Linked DNA regions of Hordeum vulgare: region 1 is linked to region 2. Evidence: chromatin contacts called from public Hi-C data. All regions are on one chromosome and are shown on one strand. Each heading gives the region's core, a stretch centred on a gene start, on an enhancer-like site or on the middle of the called end of the contact. The rest is flanking DNA. Distances are from core to core; before and after follow the strand shown. Region 1 holds the start of LOC123408943 (oxysterol-binding protein-related protein 2A). Region 2 holds the start of LOC123407901 (DNA-directed RNA polymerase II subunit RPB1-like).

What was found. A called contact is a pair of places that touch in the nucleus more often than the background predicts.
Region 1: a Hi-C map of seedling shows a contact between it and region 2, with 7 times the contacts expected there. The contact joins the promoter of LOC123408943 here to the promoter of LOC123407901 in region 2. A contact is called at or near these places in 4 of 6 Hi-C or Micro-C datasets (leaf, seedling and an unstated tissue) and 1 of 1 datasets of contacts at active chromatin or transcription factors (embryo).

What each region holds. Positions count from the first base shown.
Region 1 is chr7H:385,408,489-385,412,157 of MorexV3_pseudomolecules_assembly, reverse strand. LOC123408943 (oxysterol-binding protein-related protein 2A) reads left to right here and starts at 2,094. Exons shown (of 10, transcript XM_045101968.1): 1 at 2,094-2,527. The coding sequence starts at 2,147.
Region 2 is chr7H:384,840,534-384,844,237 of MorexV3_pseudomolecules_assembly, reverse strand. It overlaps LOC123407901 (DNA-directed RNA polymerase II subunit RPB1-like), which reads left to right and starts at 1,652. Exons shown (of 14, transcript XM_045101142.1): 1 at 1,652-1,976; 2 at 2,806-3,069. The coding sequence starts at 1,893.

The DNA.
Region 1 (3,669 bases), core at 845-3,344, 570 kb before region 2:
TGGGACCCGCTAAGTCTAGTCATAGCACGTGAAGCAGTCCTGATCCCAATGACATGGTGTGCATGCCCCTTGCATATCGTGCAATAAGCAGGATCTATGTCCTTCTTGCCCACCCCACTTTTTACCCATGAGTTTGGCTTAGGCCCTGTTTGTTTCATAAGTCCTAAAACTTTTTTAAGTCCCAATTTATAAGTCATAAGTCCCTATCTGTTTGTTTACAGGGACTTATAAGTCTCGAGTCTCTATCTGTTTGTTTACACGGACTTATAAGTCCCATGTTGCACCTAATAAAATACACTTGTTCACATAACCCTTGTTCATACAAATGAATTGCAGAATAATGACAACCGAAATAACAATTGTTCATAACACTTGTTCATACAAACGAATTAACACTTGTTCATAAGAACCAAAATAAGAGAGAGTACATAACAACCGAGATAACAGAAATTACATAAGCGAAAAACACTTCTTCATATCATTGTTGTTTCAAGGACCACAACCCATCAGCGACCCAAGCTCTGAATTGATTCATAGCAGCACTGTCCATCTCATTTGTTGAATCATTTGTTGTAGTCGTTGGCATAGACAATGGTACATAATTTTCATCTTGATCACACAAGTCGAAATCTATATCGGCGAGTTGACTTTGTCTAATAAAATTGTGCAGTGCAATGCAAGCCACAATTATTTTGCTTTGTTTCTGTTGTGGATAACTAGGCGAGTGAAACAAAATCCTCCACTTGTTCTTCAGGACTCCAAAACACCTCTCGATGACATTTCTAAGTGAAGAATGGGTGAAATTGAAGTGTTCCTTTTTTCCTCTAGCCATTGTGCCATCACGGTACTCCTGGAAATGATAGGTTAAACCCTTGTATGATGAAAGATAACCCGGTCTATTTGGGTACCCTGAGTCCACAAGATAGAACTTATTAGGTGGAGGTTTTGGATCGTCATCAGCCATGGCGCGGTAACCTGCAGTCAATATGGATCGTCATCAGCCAAAATGTCAACAGGAAACTGGACATTTTTCAGTTGAACAACCAAAATGTCACCAGTTCTATCTTTTCAGTTATTATACAGGAAACGCAGCAAACTTGGCACGCAGCACACACCCAACAATACTACTGCTGAATTCTGTTTACCTCATCTACCGAGGGAACCAGCAACATGCACGAACCATGCGCCAGCGATGCAGAAACGGGGCGACGGGGGGAAGAACCAACGCAGAAACGGGGCGGCGGGGGGGGGGGGGGGGGGGGGGGGCGAACCGAGGCAGAAAACGGGACGACGGGGCGAGGGCGGCGACGGACCGGGCGGCGACGGGGCGGTGGGGCGGCGACCGGCGAGGGGTAGGGCGGTGCGAGCGACGAGGGGTAGGGCGACGGCCACTGGATCGATGCGGGAGACTTTTTCCGCGGGCCTAACCAGCAATAAGTCTCAATAAGCTTCTATTAGAGAGTCTTATTTGATAAGTCCCAAATCACCATAATAAGTCCCAATAAGTCCCTTGTGTTTGGTTTAGGTGGGACTTATAGGGACTTTTTTAAGTCCCAAAACCAATAAGTCTTTGGAAACAAACACCCTCTTAGTCACCTCCTAGCGGTGGCTACAATCCTTGTAATTTTCAGTATTGGGCCCTTCTTAATTCGCAGAATTGTAAAAACGGAAAAAATAAAAAAAATACTTCGTCTGTCTTAAAATAAATGATGCAAATTTAATATTAAATTAGTATAAATTTTATACTAAAGCAACGGCATTTATTTTAAGACAGAAGGAATATATATCTTTCACCCGTTTGGAATTACTTGTGTATTCATTTCTATCATTTCTGTGAAGTAATTATAGACAAGCGAGTAAATGATTTAAGTATATTTGATTGCATTACAGGAAAGAAAGAAACTTTTTAAAGAAACAAAAAACTTTTTAAAGAGGTTGGGGTCATGTTAGATATTTTACGGAATGTAGTAGTAGTACAAAGAAACATTAGTAAGTAATTAAGGAAGGTGAAAAGGAAGAAGAGAGCAGAGCACCCACCGAGATGGAGTGACCCACACATAAATAGCATCCAACCGCTCCTAAATTAAGCTAAGCGTCGCGTCCCGTCCCCCCCTCTCTCCCCTCCGCCGTCGTCGAGCCGTCGACGATGACGCACAGCAGCAGCCACCACCACCACCACCACGCGCTCTGCTGCCTCTCCTCCGCGCCGCCGCAGCCCGAAGCGCCGCCCACGCCGGCGCCCGAGCCCGCCGCGGCCACCGCTGCGCCGGGGCCGGGGTCGGTGGCGGTGGCCGGCGTGCTGCACAAGTGGACCAACTACGGCCGCGGGTGGCGGGAGCGCTGGTTCTCGCTCCGCGACGGGGTGCTCTCCTACTCCAAGATTCGGACCGACGCGGGGGGCGGGGAGGCGGCGGCGGCGGCGGGACGGATCGCCGACGACGGGGAGGTCAGGCTGATCGGCGGCGCGTCCGCGAGGATCGCTGGGGGGCGCCGCCCGGAGAAGCCCGTCGGAGTCGTGTGCCTCAAGGTCGGTGGTTGCCTTCTCTTCTCTCCTCGTGGCCTGTAGGCGTCCGTGTGCACCCGCCTCGTGGTGGGGCGGGGACGGGGACGGGGACGGGGGCAGATTCTATTTCCATTTCCTCTCCAGATTTCGCCTACACATTTCTGATCGATCGTTTCAACCCCCGTCTCTTACTCCATGCGATTTTCTTCTGAATTTCCTTGTGCTGACCCCTCTCGATCCAGTGCCTCGTTTGACGCATTGCATTGCGTCCCTGGATCAAATGCTCAGATTCCCCGAGGTTTATTAGTTAACCCGTACCCAGTTCTTGCATCGGCGAACGCGCTTTCGCCTTGTTTATGATGAAATGGTTGGTGGGAGAGCACGTCATAGCGCTGGATCGAGGTGACGTGATATTCCTTGTCATCTTGCCGGCGGTGCATCGTCGTACCAAACTATTCATCTCTCGTCCTTTCTCTTTGATGAAGTTTTCGATGTTCTTTCTCGTCGGTGCTTAAAAGAGGTGACCAGGGAATCAATCAAATCAAAATGCTTAAAAGGTCTTTTTGTTTTGTTGGTGATTTGAATGGACATTTTAAAGTTTTATATAATTAATAACAAGTTGGGTTTTATATTGCTTATGAGTATCAGAAGGTTGGATTTTATATTAACCAATCACCGTTTCCGTGGTCCAGTCAAGTGCCACGCGCAAATTCTTGTCCAAATTTAGCTTTATCTAGCTTAACCACAAATGAACGAAAAGGCCTTGCTATTTTTCTCTCCCTCAGGTGTAATCTCCCCCCAAAAAAAAAGAGACCACAGCTAGCCTCCTTTCTCTATCACGCAGCCACAGGCACATCTCTGGACATGGAGCCCTTGTACTTTCCACAGATTTGGTCAAATTCCTAAGGTTTGTTTGTCGCAGCTTCTGATAATGATGTCATTTGCTACCGCTGCCAAGACAATGAGGTTTAGCCGCTAGTCTGTGTCTAATTACTGTGCACGTTTTTTTTTAATAAGCGAAAAAAGAAAAGAAACTTTGATGGTAGGAGTGGTCCTGTCCATTAGTGACTCCAATCTCTGCGTGTTTAGGTTCCAGTGCACCTCCTAAGAGGAGGGAGTATATGCTCAGGGAATTTCTTGTTGCAGTTTTGAATTTTGCATTATTG
Region 2 (3,704 bases), core at 403-2,902:
TCAGTTCCAAAATATAAGGGTATTAGTTTTTTGAAAAGTTATAATTCTTTAATTTTGACAAATTTTAGGGCAAAAAATGTCGTCATCCACAATATTAAACAAAAAAGTATGGAGATTCATTTCATAATGAATCCAATTTGATATATTTCTCTACAAATTAGATCAAATTTAAAAAGTTTGACTTTTCAAAAAAGGAACACACCTTATATTCTGAAAGAGAGTGAATAGTTTTTTTAAGAAGTCAACAACACCAAAAACGTAGTAAAGTACACCCAACCCTTCTAGTAAAGATTATTTTTGCAACTAATGTTGTTTCCAAGACTAAGCACAATCAATGCTCTATTTCTAAAAACGGTTACAATTATCAATTAATGTTGTTTTCAAAATCACTTAGACGGGTCGTAATGGGAATATCATAGTTACTATCATGCATATCAACTATAGACAATTTTGATGATGTGATATAGAATTAAAAGAAGAAAGAAAAAGTTGAGTATCATATTATAATACTGTATCATAATAAATGCTATGTTAATATATGTCATGCATGATAATAAATAAAATACTACTCCATCCGTCCCCAAATAAGTGTCTCAACTTTGTACTAGTTCTAGTACAAAGTTATACTAAGTTGTGAGTAATATATGATACTAACATATGATACTATCATACACAAATATCATATGCATGATACTAGTATATGATATTCTCCATTACGACCAGCCTTAGAGCATCTCCAATAGCTTGTCTATATGAACGTCTATATTCGTTTTTAACGACGTGAGTCCGAAACAAGCGTCCAACAACTTGTCTATATGGTCGTCCAAACATGCGCATCCTCTAAATTGACCTCGACAATGTCCACACGTGGACAACGTGAATGCATCGTACAAACTCAACTACAATCATGATTTCTCCCTCTCTCTAATGAAGGCCCATAGGTCATGATCCGGTATATAAACGTTTTGGTGTAAAATTGGATGTATATATAAGAAAACTTTTTAGACCATTATCTATATGAATATATAGACATTCAAATGTATACATGATATTGGACATGCTCTTACAAATAATACAATTAATGGTGTTTTTAATTTATAAGTGATGTAATGGATGATTCATTGAAACGGCATGTGGTGTTAGATATAGGTGGTTGAATGGTTGTGATTATTTGGATTCACCCAACTCATGGTTTTATTGTGTTGCTGGCCGTCGCATGCAACACAATTTTTCTGTACAATGTGTCATCGTTGACCTCGACTTTATCATAAAGATAGGAACACCTGTTAAAATAAAATAAAATAAAGATTAGAACGTATAGACCGAAAAATAGCAAAACCACGACAATCGACGAGTCCACGGCCACTCTCAGGTTCTCGACAGTTCCGCATTGACCCGACGGAAACCCCGCCCAAAACTCTCATCTCCACCGTCCACTGCACATCCAGCGCTGCACTGCACTGGCACCATAGCCGCCTCACCGTGACTCCCTTCTTTCCTCCTTCCCCGCACCCGGTCCACCTACACCGCGTTTGCTACACTGTGATGAATCGATACACCGTCTCCACAGGTCCACGCGCCCACCGGCGCACTATAGCCCGACCGGCGCAGGATACGTCTATAAGTTAAGCCCCACCCTCGCCCAGTTCTCCTCTTTCTCAGACGCACTCTCTCCCGATCCCCTTTCCCCTCCCATTTCGCGGAGAAGGCGAGGACCGGTCGGATCGATCCCACTCGAGCTCGATTTTAGCCGCCCAAAAGTTTAGCGTGCCCCAGACAGTGACTGTCCGTGCGGCCCAGCCGCCCAGGCTTCGGGCGGCGGCGCGCTCGCGGTGGGCGGCGGGATCTGAGACCCAAACCCTAGGTGGCGCCGGCGCCGCCGTGGGGGTGAAATGGACGCGAGGTTCCCGTACTCGCCGGCCGAGGTGGCCAAGGTGCAGCTCGTGCAGTTCGGCATCCTCAGCCCGGATGAAATCGTAATACCTCGCCTCCCCCACCCCCACCGCCGCCTCTGTTTCGTTTCTCTTCTCTCTGCGTGGAGTTGAAGCTTGAGCTGGTTTGGGTGGGCTTGGCTAGCTTCCAGCTCTGGATGAACTGTCATCGGGTTGCTGGTTGTTAGCTTCAGTTCGATATGCGGTGTTGTTTGGGTAGCAAATTGGCCGAGCTTGATCTGACAAATATATGTTGAAGCTGATCCATTGTAACACACTGAACAATATATACTCTATATGCGTGTTGTTTGGTTGAGTGGGTGTTTTGCCAACTTGGGGAACTAGTTAAACTCTGAGCAAAATGATTGGTTGTAAGTCTCTAGTTCGGTTTGAGCTACAAGTTGTACTCCATGTAATACTATTCAAGTGGGATATTTGGCCGAGTTCAACTTCGCACTTGTATTATATGTACATCAAAGTTTTAACCAATCCAACAAAATGCAAATGTTCTCATTACTTGTGAGGCATTTGTGTTTGCTATGAGCTTGGCAGTTTGGTTGTGCTTAGCAGTTTGCACAGTTTGTTTATCATTACACATGATTTTACAGTGCTTTCGATTGGGTCATGTTCAATAGAAATTTTAATAAGGTTACACACATCCGGTTGCTCGTCTTGTACTACAAATTTGCAGAATATATCTAATAAGATGGATTTGAGATGGTTTAATAGTATGATTTGTTTAGTTCAAAAGACCATTGACCGTTGTAATGATGGTGGGAGGAGTGCCTCCTCATCTGGTCCGTATGGAGTGCCCAACGAAATGTGTATAATTGAATTGATAGATTTTGTGTTGCTTTGCTTTTTTTTTTTGTAGAGACAAATGTCAGTGGTGGTTATAGAGCATGCAGAGACTATGGAGAGGGGGAAGGCAAAGCCTGGGGGTTTGAGTGACCCTCGTTTGGGTACCATTGACCGGAAGATCAAGTGTGATACGTGTATGGCTGGGATGGCTGAGTGCCCTGGCCACTTTGGCCACCTTGAGCTTGCAAAGCCAATGTTTCACATTGGCTTCATCAAGACTGTACTCTCCATAATGCGCTGTGTGTGCTTCAACTGTTCCAAGATCCTGGCGGATGAGGTACGTGATCCCTCTGTCCGTCTGGTGTGCATTTTACTAGGTTGTTGTTTGGTGCATATCTAAGGTAAACTGAAAGTAGTCCCTGATGTGCCAGACAAGCTAAACTGAAATCGTAACAATCGTAATTCTCACTTATGTTTGTCCAATTTGCATCTGTTCACTTCACAGAATCTTTTTGGTTAGGTGCGATAAACCTGTACATGCAACTGATTTAGACTTCTTGCATCGTTTGTTATGGACTGATGATATACATGATCATTGTTCCAAATATCGGCCAGTTAATTGGCATCTCGGTGGGTCATCAAATAGCTGATTAACTGATTTATTGGCCGAATAACTGATTTATCGGCCAATTAACTGGAAAATTTGCCTATTTATCCCTACTCAGCACCCGACCGATATCGTACCAGTTACCGATATCCTGAACATAGTATGCGATAGAGTTGGGGTAGCACCGATTGGAGAGAAGCTTGTCCAACATCGTCTGCGATTGTTTGGGCATATACAACACAGGTCTTCAGACAGTGCATAGAGGATGGTTAATGCATGCCGATAACGTCAAGAGAGGTCGGGGTAGACCAAACTTGACATGGGAGGGGTCCGCAAAGAGAGATCTGAATGACTGGAATATCACC